Linked DNA regions of Mus musculus: regions 1, 3 and 4 are each linked to region 2. Evidence: chromatin contacts called from public ChIA-PET, Hi-C and promoter capture Hi-C data. All regions are on one chromosome and are shown on one strand. Each heading gives the region's core, a stretch centred on a gene start, on an enhancer-like site or on the middle of the called end of the contact. The rest is flanking DNA. Distances are from core to core; before and after follow the strand shown.

Evidence for each region. A called contact is a pair of places that touch in the nucleus more often than the background predicts. ChIA-PET counts read pairs in DNA pulled down with a chosen protein or histone mark. Capture Hi-C pulls out chosen DNA fragments and counts their contacts.
Region 1: a Hi-C map of rod photoreceptor shows a contact between it and region 2, with 2.5 times the contacts expected there. The contact joins the enhancer-like site here to the promoter of Whrn in region 2. A contact is called at or near these places in 10 of 39 promoter capture datasets (the 3T3-L1 cell line, 3T3-L1-derived adipocytes, the C10 cell line and 6 more), 1 of 15 datasets of contacts at CTCF or cohesin (the NIH/3T3 cell line), 6 of 484 Hi-C or Micro-C datasets (the AML12 cell line, B cells, embryonic fibroblasts and 2 more), 8 of 115 datasets of contacts at active chromatin or transcription factors (Th17 cells, craniofacial prominence, embryonic basal ganglia and 5 more) and 2 of 9 other capture datasets (adipose tissue and liver).
Region 3: an RNA polymerase II ChIA-PET map of memory CD8 T cells shows a contact between it and region 2, with 8 read pairs. The contact joins the enhancer-like site here to the promoter of Whrn in region 2. A contact is called at or near these places in 5 of 39 promoter capture datasets (the C10 cell line, liver, maxillary cranial neural crest and 2 more), 1 of 15 datasets of contacts at CTCF or cohesin (large pre-B cells), 4 of 115 datasets of contacts at active chromatin or transcription factors (DN3 thymocytes, craniofacial prominence, memory CD8 T cells and 1 more) and 2 of 9 other capture datasets (adipose tissue and liver).
Region 4: a promoter capture Hi-C map of liver shows a contact between it and region 2. The contact joins the promoter of Tnfsf8 here to the promoter of Whrn in region 2. A contact is called at or near these places in 14 of 39 promoter capture datasets (the 3T3-L1 cell line, the C10 cell line, the HPC-7 cell line and 9 more), 1 of 15 datasets of contacts at CTCF or cohesin (the NIH/3T3 cell line), 6 of 484 Hi-C or Micro-C datasets (CD4 T cells, CD8 T cells, cumulus cells and 1 more), 11 of 115 datasets of contacts at active chromatin or transcription factors (astrocytes, bone marrow-derived macrophages, craniofacial prominence and 7 more) and 2 of 9 other capture datasets (adipose tissue and liver).

What each region holds. Positions count from the first base shown.
Region 1 is chr4:63,928,430-63,931,254 of GRCm38.p6, forward strand. No RefSeq gene overlaps it. Among named protein-coding and RNA genes, the nearest start is that of 8030451A03Rik, 55 kb to the right of the region's middle. Within about 2 kb of position 1,287, at least 11 of the 459 cell types and tissues checked have an H3K27ac peak or open chromatin away from gene starts, as enhancers often do. A contact at or near this core is called in Th17 cells and rod photoreceptor, where this site is marked.
Region 2 is chr4:63,494,569-63,497,440 of GRCm38.p6, forward strand. It overlaps Whrn (whirlin), which reads right to left and starts at 1,423. Exons shown (of 12, transcript NM_028640.2): 1 at 45-1,423. The coding sequence starts at 665.
Region 3 is chr4:63,897,867-63,900,851 of GRCm38.p6, forward strand. No RefSeq gene overlaps it. Among named protein-coding and RNA genes, the nearest start is that of Tnfsf8, 38 kb to the left of the region's middle. Within about 2 kb of position 1,380, at least 52 of the 459 cell types and tissues checked have an H3K27ac peak or open chromatin away from gene starts, as enhancers often do. A contact at or near this core is called in memory CD8 T cells, where this site is marked.
Region 4 is chr4:63,859,888-63,862,587 of GRCm38.p6, forward strand. Tnfsf8 (tumor necrosis factor (ligand) superfamily, member 8) reads right to left here and starts at 1,397. Exons shown (of 4, transcript NM_009403.3): 1 at 963-1,397. The coding sequence starts at 1,172.

The sequences.
Region 1 (2,825 bases), core at 37-2,536, 430 kb after region 2:
CCTCCTGAGTTGTGGCTCCTGAGGACTTTCAGTACAGACCCAGCAACCCACCCTCAGTCTTTGATGTGGCTTAATGAATACTTGATGCACAGTGGCCCAAATTTTGAGCCACGAAAACCCTTTCTACTTCTTGCAGGAGACCCTGGGACTCACAGGGCTTTGCCTACAACTCAACATTGTCCAGAACTCGCTCTCAGGACTGTTCCTAGTTGCAAGGATCTCAACTTGTGGTAAGACTGTAGGCATTTAATCAGAGCAGGTTGGGTGGTTAACTGCTGTCTGCTCAAACTATAGTTGAAGGCTCATTTTCTTTATATTCTCTTTTCTTTTCCATTTCATCCTATTTTTCCCTTCTCTTTTGGCTACCTGCCTCTATTTCCCTTTTAGAAGAAAACTTATTTCCAGTGGAACTTCCTAATGCCTAACATTTCCAAGACTAAAGGAGGGACTTTCAGGAGTATCCTGAGCAGAAGAAAGAGTAGGGAGGACAGTAGGGGATAGTCATTCCAAGGCTTGTCCTAAATGATGCTATTTCCTGCTACAGATGCCTAGATTCAGTGATTTATTTTGGCTTGGGTTTTGACCTTTCTTTCAGATCCCTAGATTCAAAGCATCTGTCCCCTTCCTCCTAGGTGTGGCTGGCAGAAGTGCCCTCTTTCCCTGAGGACTGAGCTCTTTGCTCAAAACTCATCTAGAATAGAGGCCAGTTGTCTTCTTTCTTTTAGATAGCCTCCTGAAAGTCTTCCCCTCCTCACTTTCCTGTAACCCATCCTGAGGGAATACATGGTACTGATTCATGTCCAGGTCTCTGAGAGCACTTGGTATGGTGGTAGCAATGGGTTTCTCAGTATCTGTTCGCTATTGTTGGTTTTGGTTGGTTCAGCATAGGGCAGACAAGGAAGCAGACAAGAGTCTTGTCTTGGAAGAGCTTTCTGACCACATCTCCAGAGATTTTGTCTGAGTGCTTTGGGTGGATGTGGTGACCTCTTAGTCTTCAGTAAACCCCAATTCCCAGAGTTGTCCTCCTCTTTGTCGCACAGCCAATGTTCTTTCTTTATGAAGTGTTCTTCTCCTCTGCCAGTACTGTCTCTGCTTTGAACTACATTCTGGGCTATTCTAAACACCATCTAAGAGGATCAACCTTAAGATTGTAGTTAACTTCTGTCAGGATTAGGGCTCAAACTTAAATCTATTTGACCTCAAAACAGTGTTGGTGACTCATCCCTTTCCTAACGCTGTGGAGTAGGAAGACCTGCTCAGGTTACATGGACAGCAGCTGGAGGCTGGAGCTTCCCTGCATTGCTGTGCTATGTACTCAGCTCTATAAAAGTGAACATCACTTGTGCTTTGAGAGTATGGGCTAATACTTATAGGATAGTGTTTGTCCCTGCCTAGACCCGGTACCACCTCTGTTATATCATCCTACTCCTGTCTCCTACCCTCTGAGGATCCTAAGATTCTAGAGAGTCACAGGCTTGACCTTCTGCCACCAAGCTGTCAGGGAATAGCTCATCATCAGCAATAGGCACGCTGGGAATGACATAATAGGATGTTTCTGTTTTCACTTTTTCAGTGAAGAAACTCCTTATCTTCATAGTAATTTCTGGGACTTCAATAACTCCATCCCCTCTGTGCCTGCTGGATAGCACTATAGATGCAAACATCTGGCGCATCAGAGATAGAAACTCTCAATAATCCTTGGTATTGATTTAATTGGCAAATCAAATGAGGTTCATTATTGTCCATGGTAGGTAGGGGGAAAATGTATGCTCACACACAGAAGGAAAACAACCTGGTTCTAATTATAGGGTTGCATGTTTCCAATGGGCCTCTGCATCTCTGACCCCATGGCTATACATCCCATACATTAGGTCAGCATGACTCAGTCACTAAGTAACTCTGCCCTAGGGTCTGCGAATCGGTTTCAGGAAAGCATTTTAGGTTTCCAGCGATTTAGGGTGTGGGTGACCTGAGATGCTTGTAGAGGGGAGACAGGATAAGAGAGGGTATTCATGTAGGGGAGGCCAATGGGAATTTAGTACTTGGGACTTTGAAGACACCTGAGTCAGCTTTTCAGACTTTCTGAATAGCAAACAATTATTATTGAGAACCTACTGTCTGATCCTTGAAAGTCTCCTGGAAAGTTTATACTTGTATTTATATTTTATATGGATAAATAGTTGTGTTATTCATATATTTCCAAACAGGATGGTCCAAATAGCCAGTTTTGTTTTATTTTCATTTTTAAAATAACATTTCTTCCCTAAGCCCTTGATCTCTTCTCTCTGTGATAACAATTTATATATTTTAACCAATGTGCCTGGTCCATAGATAAGCTTTATATTTACCTAGATTACTAGGTAACGGACTGATGAATACTGCATTTATTTTCTTATTCTCTCACTCAGTTTCCTAAGACTCTGTTCATATTCTAACTGCCGCCTAACTTGCCTCTGGGTGAAGCCACCTTACCCTACTCTTACCTTTTCCTAGGGATGGTTTGGGTATTGTCTCCCCCCTCTGCCGCTGGAAACAGTGATCAGTGACTTCTCTATGAATGTTCTCCATAGACCTTTTCCCATGGTTTAAAATGAGCCACTTTCCATGGACACAGATGGTTCAAGGTGCTTCACAGGCAGTTATTTGGTGCCTGCAGCCACATGTGCTCTCAGCTTGTTATTCATAAACCACCACAACCTGTTTTGCTAGCTGAATACTTTTTTTTTTTTTGCATTAGATAAGAATGGAGCTCTGAACTAAACTATTTGCAGGCAGCACACTCTAGCTAAAATTTAATTATGTTGAAAATTCAATTAAAATATAAT
Region 2 (2,872 bases), core at 173-2,672:
CTGCCTGTACTGTCCTCTAACGCTCCCATAAACCACAGCCCTACCTTGACAGCCTCCGCGTGGGTCACCCGGGCTAGAGATTTATCGTTGACGCGCAGAATCTGGTCCCCGACCCGCAACCCTTCCTTCTCTGCCAGGGAGCCCGGCTCCACTAGAGACACGTAGATGCCCACGCCGTGTTCCGAGCCCCCGCGGATGCTGAAGCCCAAGCCCTCGTGGGCCTTGGCGCGCCGCAGGCTCACGAGTCGCACCTCCCCGGGCCCCGCGCCGTCGGGAGCGGCCCAGGCGGGCTGCCTGTAGGGGGTGGTGGCTGGCAGGTAGAGGCCCTCGGCCGTGTACTGGTCGAAGAGCAGCTGGTCGGAGCGCGGGATGACCAGACGCAGCATGGGCAGCAGACGCCGCTTGACCGGGCTGTCCAGCAGGACGCGCAGGGTGCGCACCAGGTCGAAGACGTTGCGGCGCGCGTGGTACGCGTTGAGGCAGTGAGTGAACTGCTCCCGCTCGGGCTCGCTCAGCAGCGCCGTGAGCGCTTGGTGCAGCTGGCGCACGTTGGCAGACAGCAGCCGCAACCCCGCGCCCCCGCCGCCGCCCGCCGCCGCCGCCGCCGAGCCCAGCGAGCCGGTGGAGGACGAGCTCACCGACAGGCCGTCCAGCTGTGCGTTCATCTCCCCGCCGAGGCCCGGCCGCACTCGGGGCGCGCGGCGCGGGGCGGCAGCTGCACCTGCGGCCAGAGGCGCGACAGCTGGATTCCCCGGGGCGCGGAGGTCACGGCTGGAGTCTGGGTTTGGGGTAGACGCGGAGTCACCGGCTGCAGTCTAGACTGGCCCGGAGAGCGGAGACGACGGCTGCAGGGTGGGTTGGGGAGGTGCAGGTGAGCTAGAGCGCTGGCTGGATCCTGGGGAGGTGGCAGGGACAGCGGCTGGTGTCCCAGGGGCGCGAAGGCAGGTGAAACTGGAATTCGGAGGACGAAGAGACGGCGGCTGCAATCCTGAGGACCGCGGCGGGATCCTGGGGGGACAAAGAGTTGGCGCCTGGAGGCCGGAGGTCGTGGAGACTGCGGCTGGAGGCCGGGGGGAGCGAGAACAGCAGCTACATGCCGGAAGGCGCGGGGACCGTGCGTGGCCGCAGTGGGGGGCGCAGCCACGCCGCCCGCCCCGTCACACCATGTCCGGGGCTCCCCCAGCCGAGATGCCCGTTCCTCTAGGGCTGGGGGACCCCAAAGTCAGAAAGAAGTTAGGGCGCCGGTCAATCTAGGCTCAGAGTCCGGAGCAGTCGCAGCCAGAGGAGCCACGCGGGCGTCCGGCGGGGGGTGCGGGGCATGTCCCGGGCCGCCCACCATGCAGCAGCCCGGGCCCCCGCGCCCCAACGCCGCCCGGGCGCACACGGAGCCACGCGGCCGGGAGCCCGGACTTTGCGAACTGTTGAGCAGCTCTGGGCTGAGTCTTCCAGCGAGTTCCGACGCCGCCGCCGTCGCCAGCCGGGACTTGGCCCCGCCCCCTCGCCCCTCCCCCTCCCCGCCCCGTCCCCCCGCGGGCTCTTCAGGAAATGACGTCCCGCCTGGCGCGCCTGGCTGTTGCCTGGAGACGGGGTGAAACAGTCCGGCCCCAAGGAAGAAAGGGGTGAAAGTGGGGGTGAAAGAAAGCAGGAGGAGCCCTGGGCCCCTGCGAAGTCTTCCCACTTCCTCAGCCCAGGGGTGAAAGATGGGGTCCTAAAAGCTGCGCTTTCCGGCGATCACAGCTCGATTCCAGGGTCGCTTTGGAGCAATTAGCCGGTTTGCCAATTCACAATTGGGGAAAATGGCCAACTTTTGGCCTCTAAAATAATAGATGCTTCATGCTCTGCTTTTCTGCCTTAAAATGTTGTTCCTGCAGCTTGCACACGTGCTGACTGCAAGTTTAAGTGAGTATGTGGACGATAATCGGTCACCTGCTCTGCACATGAGAAGAATATAAGCCACACAGGTGCCATCAGGAGCCAAGTCCTGTGCTGGGATAGATCAGCCTGGGCCCCTTCCTCTGGTGCTCTCCGGAGTGGGGGGGGGGGGGGGAGGGGGGAGTGGGGGAAAGCAAGGAGCTGTTATCAGAACTGTAAAGTATGCAAACACACACACATGCATTTAAAACTAAGTCTGGAGTAGGAATGTCACTTGTACCAACTGTTAGGTCCCGCTTGTGATCTTTTCCACACTGAGGGAACAGGGTGAAGGTTACATGACAACTCTATATACAGTCTTTAAAAAAAACATATTTTATATGGAAAGATGTCAGAATACACAGTCTAAAGTCTGTCATCTGATACCCACTCTCCTAAACACTATCACAGGAAAAACTCGGCTTCTAGTCAAAGAAGTGTTCTAAGAAGATCTATAGTGCTTGACCTAGTCACCACTACATGCCATGTGGATCTCTTTAAACCTGAATTGCCTCTCCAGAGGTGTTCTGTGAAAAGCTGGTTTTTTTTCCCCTAAGACTGTCCTGGGTTGCCGTCACAGGAATGAAACGGCTGACTCTGATATGGGAGAAATAGAAAAAGAGAAGGATTATCTGGAGTGGCTTTGAGCTGGCTGCAGAAGGGTGTTTTGTTCCCTGGCTAGTTATTTACCTGTGCACTTGGTCATTCTTCATTCAACATTTGCCAAGCACCCGTTCTGCTGCTTGACCAAGCGGCATATGGTTGATGCTGGAGACCCAGGATAAAGAGTTGAAATCTTTGACCTCAAAGAGTCATAGTCTGGCAAAGGAAAGACGGTGTAGGTCAAGGTTAAAAACAAACAAACATAAAAAAGATAAGCATTAGGAGTGTCAAGATAGACCACAGTGAGGCGAGGAGACTAACAGGAATGGACTTTCTGGGCTGCAGAGATGTTTCCGCG
Region 3 (2,985 bases), core at 130-2,629, 400 kb after region 2:
GGGAACCTTGGATACGTTGAGTAATTTGTTCAGTATATTCCTCTGGGGTCTTTAAATTAACTCTTCTTTATTGTCAACCATTTTCCATACATCGATTTATCCCATCTTCTATAATCTAATTAAACATGACCATTCACTTTCGCTTTAAGACATTTTTTCCCACAGGATTTAATGTCTCAGGTGAACAAGAAGGGAAGTGCTCATGTTTAAGCTGTCACATTTAACTAGAAGTTCATGTACATGAGTTGCCTTCCCTAAAATCTGTCTGCTTTTCCCTATAATAACCCTGTGTCCACCTGTTCACCCACGGTACCCTTCATACCAACTCAAGAAAGCATGCTATAACTTCATGTGGTGTGAATGGGAGAGTGGGTGGGGATTGAACCTAGGGCTTCATTCGTGTAGGCAGATGCCCTACAGTTAAGCCACAACTGTGTGTTTATTAAAGAAATGGTTTGACAGGAGATGGTCTGGGAGAAGATGGCTGAAGAGAAAGCTGAACTCAGATGATGAAGGGTACCAGGCTGAGCACAGTGAGTTCGCCTCTCTTAAAAGTTCACGCGTGTTGTCTCATCGTTGGTGTAGGTGACAGTGTAGTTTGTCTTGGCCAAAATGAGTCAGAAAGAACTTTTTTGTGTGTCTGTGGTATGGAGGCTGTTTTCGAGGAGTCTCATGTGGTGGGATACGATGGTATGAACTGGAGCGCAGAGCGTTGGCGGAGGAACAATTAAGATCACCTAAGGCAGGGTCCGGTATGGAGACTTAGAGAAGCTTCTCAGTCATTGCTGGTTCACCGGGCACAAACAGAGACGCTCACAAAAGACTTGGGGAGCACAGGGGATAAGTAGGGTTTTATTTTTCTATTTGGGGCAATAAGGCAACATCCAATTAAAAATGATTAGCAAACATGTAGTGGAAACTGGGTTTATGGGAAGGATTTTGAAGGAGAGAATGCCAGGAAGAGGTGTAGTTACTTTCTCAAGTTCATGTAGCTGTCAACTGGCAGACCCAGAATCCCAGAAGTCAGGTCTGCATAAGCCCCCATAGTCACTACAAGTATGTACAGACTGTAAAATTTTGTCAGCTTGAGACTCAGAGGTTTGAGGTTTGCTTTGGGGGAAACTCACTAAGGCAAGTGCCTACCCTAGAACGATGGTATAATTACCACAGAGAGCCAATAAGATGTGGGTGAAGACTATTGATGTGCTCATTCACCAGGATCTAGCCTGGGCCAGGTCGTCTTCCTGGCTGAGGCTGACGCCCTTCCTGCTTTCACTTGGATGGTTTCTCCAACAGCGCTGGCTACACTTTCGACAGTTACACTTTCTACCCTGCCCACCGCTATGGTTCAAGCCAGAGAAATCTGTGGCCCAGCAGAAATTCTCAGAACAAAACTGGGGCTCACATCCTGCCTGCTTTTCTCCTCATTCTTGCTCAACAGCTCAGCCTGAGAGAACCACAAAGAAGCAGAGTCTGCATTTTTCTAACGTGCCCTGGACAGGGAAGGGCTCTGCGCTCTGGGCTCAGGCTCTTTTCTGCATGCCCTCCATACTGTTTGGCATAACGTTGGGTTCGTGGCTTAGGCTAGGGGAGGAAGAGGAAGCAGACACCTTGGGAGTGGAGGCGTGGAGTGTGTAGGTTGTGAAACAGTATGTGAGAAGCCTCTAGAACCAGCAAAGAAAGTTTTGTTTCTGGAATTCATAATTCATGGTTTGCACACTCAACATTTCTGTTACTTGAAATTATGATAAAAATCTATGTCATCCTATGGGCTTGCACATGTGTTTTATATGAAAAAGAAATTGCAAGCCTGTTATGGTTTCCTCTTCTTAAGTGTGGTCTAATTTTGTGAAGAACAGTAGCGTGGCAGGACTGAATCATAGGAAATGTGGACATGCCTGTTCTATACCACGATTATAACACCCTGGCAAGGAGTCTTGAGCTCTCGCTGAGAAGAGGGTATTCGTTGATTCTGGGTACTGTTTTCTTTCCTTTCTCAATAGAGTCTCTTTAATTTCATCTGTCAGAAAAAAAAAGCATGAGTCCTATGTTTGAATCTCTCTTCTTTATTTCTTACTGGCTTGTAACTTGGTCTCTTCAAATCCTCATTGTCTCATTTTAAATGTGGATAAGAAGGTTATCTTCATACATGCACATGAACACACACACACACACACACACACACACAGACAGAAAGACAAAAAGAGAGACAAAGACAGGGATCGAGAAAGAGAGGAATGGGAAGGGGAGAGGAAGAGGTAGAAGGAGAGGGAGAAAGATTACACTTAGTAGCTGCTGATGTCATGTTTAATTTTGAACTGTTTTGATAGTTTTCCTTTTTTCCTACTGATAGTTACACACACACACACACACACACACACACACACACACACACACACACTCACACACACACCAGCAACAATTTACTGTACATTGAAAATTCAAGGGAGGAAACTGTAGGTGTTTATGTTTTGGATTTTATTTTTAAACATTACAAAAATGTTCCATTCACAGGATTTTGACATTAAGAATGAGGAAACATTATTTATATCTGAGTCAGTATGAAAACATTACACATATGATTTCAGTTCTATAGTATACACATTTAAAACAAAAGTATATTGGAGAGGTGATAGAGGGAGAAGGGCAGGAGATGATAGGAAGCACAAATATGGATGAGTTATTAAAAACTTGTCAATGCTGAGAGACAAGGGACTTAACATGCCACTATTTACACGTCAATGGCTTTAGTTTTACTTTATGAGTACTCAGGTCAAATTTATCCAAGTATCTTCTCCTTCCTTCCCTTCCTTTTCCCTTCCTCCTCCACCCATCCATTCATCTTCCCCTTCTTTCTTCCTTCCTTCCTTTCTTTCCTTCTTTCCTTCCTTCCTTCCTTCCTTCCTTCCTTCCTTCCTTTCTTCTTCCTTCCTTCCTTCCTTCCTTCCTTTCTTTCTTTCTTTCTTTCTTTCTTTCTTTCTTTCT
Region 4 (2,700 bases), core at 147-2,646, 370 kb after region 2:
CAGTCCTTTCCAGACAGTGTGTAAGAGTTCTCTCTCAAGGATACTTTTCTAAGCTACGGTTTGACTTTCTCCCCCTACCCCCATTTCAAACAAACGAAATTTCCCAAGATGGTGTGGCCCTGCACATTATGTGTGCATCTCAGAGGGTACAGGTGACAAAAACACTGCTACTTTTCAACACCCTGAACTCTTCAAAGCCAGTGGCTTGTGAGGAAGCTTTCGATTTCTTTTGTGGGTTTTAACATTGAAATAGCAGAGCTCTGGGAAGACTTGGCCTCTCTCTCTCTCTCTCTCTCTCTCTCTCTCTCTCTCTCTCTCTCTCTCCCTCTCCCTCTCTCTCTCCCTCTCTCTCTCTCTCTCTCTCTCTCTCTCTCTCTCTCAAATATCACAGTCTTTAAAAAGTAGCTCCTCACTAAAAACAAGCAAGCAAGCAAGAAAACAACCACAACAAACAAACAAACAATAGCAACAACAGACTCTCGGCAAAAGAGAGGCCTCAGAAGTCCTGGGAGCACGGATTGAGGACATAACCTTAGAATTAGGATGAGCGCCTTACAGAGGTGATACCCACATGCGCACTCGCCATCAGGGCTCCCTATGCTTCCTCCCTCCATACTGTGAGGCTGTGACCCATCTGGGCTTCAATCTTAACTTCTCAAGGTCAGCAGCTCTTCTGTTGGCTCCAGTACATCTGGAAATTTTTGAGCTCATGTCCAGTTCTATTTCTTTTAAAAAATTCCCACTGAGTGCAGAAAGTTCATTTCTAGTTTTTCCCCTTTTCTCTGATATAATCTCTCTCTATATATGCATAGTTTTACTTATTTTCACTTTTTAAATTTTTTTTTTTTTTTTTTTTTTTTTTTGCTCCTAGTTAAACTATTCATTAGCTTCCCAGAGCTGTTCCTCTAGAGGACACACATTATAAATGAGGAAAGAAAAGCAGAAAAAAGATGTTTACTCACCTTTTTCTGGACTACCAGTACCAGAATGATCGCCACTGCCACAACAAGGCACACCAGTGCGGTGGTGCTGAGGTAGAAGTAGCTGCGACTTGTGCTTCTCCAGGGCCTCGTGCTTCTCCAGGGGCTGGCTACCGAGCCGGGCTGCACCTGCATGGCTGGGTCAGGGGAAGGAGCCCCACAGCTGCCTGCTTGTTGCAGCCCTGGCTCCATGCTTTATATAGTCTGTCCCACATCACACCTTATCTCTCCTCATCTGATTCGGTTCTGTACCCAGCTCTGTTCCAAGAAGGATTTTCCCCTGCATCCTGGATCATGTGACTTGGAAAAAAGCCTTCACCAGTTGCCGGATGGAGAAACTCTTCTCTGGGGGCGTGAGGCGAAGGGTGGCTGCAAGGGTGGGGGAGAGGTTCATTTTTCATCGCCTGGGATTAATCTGAGTGCAGAGAAATTGTAGCGAGATAGACGATGGTTGATGTCAGCGGGTGGTAGGAAGGAGACAGTTCCGCGTGAGTGTACACCAACCACTTCTGTTTCCTTTAGGCTCAGCCACAGAACGCCTTGCCGCGGGGACCCTGCACACTGCATGATCCATGCTGGTGGCCCAGGAAGCTTCCAGATTAGTCTCTTTGCTGGGTCCCTGGAGATGGCAGTCCTTTGTCAGCAGCACAATGACTGTTGGGGTTGTCCAACAATTACAGCATGCTCTAAACTGGAAACATACCCATTTCTGGGAAAGAAGAGCCCACTGTTTGGGCATTTACCTACCTGGAGACAAGGTTGTGGCAGTAGGATATTTGAGGATAGTTTCAAAGACATGGTGAGAGAAGAGGAATTTGGAAATAATTTGCTGTTGAACCAAAGCTCCTCTATCTCTTGCAGGGTGCTCTCCAGGGCTGTTAAATTTGCCGATGAAACTGGCTTGCCCTAAAGTTCATACTAGGGGAAGAAATTAGTGAGGGGGTCAGGAAGGGGAGGCTCAGTGCTGTGGAACGAGTGTGTGAAGTGTCTGTGGGTTGTATGGGGGTGCAAATAGTGTTCCAGGTGTTTGTGATGAGTTTGTGGACAGAGGTTACTAGAATTGAACATTCTGGCTCAGGTACAGTCTTGGGAACTTGGCTTAGAGGCTGACTTCACACTCGTCACCAGCCTCAGAGGCAAGTAGTATTTCTTCTTCACAGCATAGAGAACTGAGACCCAGCATAAAAGCATTCTTAATCAAATCTACCAGTGTTAATCTAATGGTAAAACTTGGTGGTATATGCAAACCAGCCTGGCTCCAAAAGCCTGCCGGACCCTTTCCTTACAGGCTGAAAACCTCAGGTTGCATCTTAGCCTTTCCTCTTCTCAGCATTGCTCCTTGAATAAGTCAACGCAGCCCCTGCTTTCACCCCAGTCTGCTTTGCAGTCATGGGGAAGATCAAACAGGATGATGTAAGAGGGCTTCCTGAATGGGAATGGACTTGGCAGCTGTTGTTGAACAATTCCTGTTAAACAGCCCAAGTTGCCCTCTGGGCCATGTCTGGAATTTCATATAATAAATAGATTTCTGGGACACAGAGCTGGATCGTATCTGTTGCTATGAATGACCTTTCTTTCAGAATATTCTCTAAAAGCTTCAGAGCTGCCTCCAGATGTGGCCTTCTGAAACCTCACTTGCTATTTCCCTTGAGGTAGACAGCACCTTCTCTTTTGACTATACACTACCTCTGCAGGTCACAGGACATGTCAGAAGCCCCAA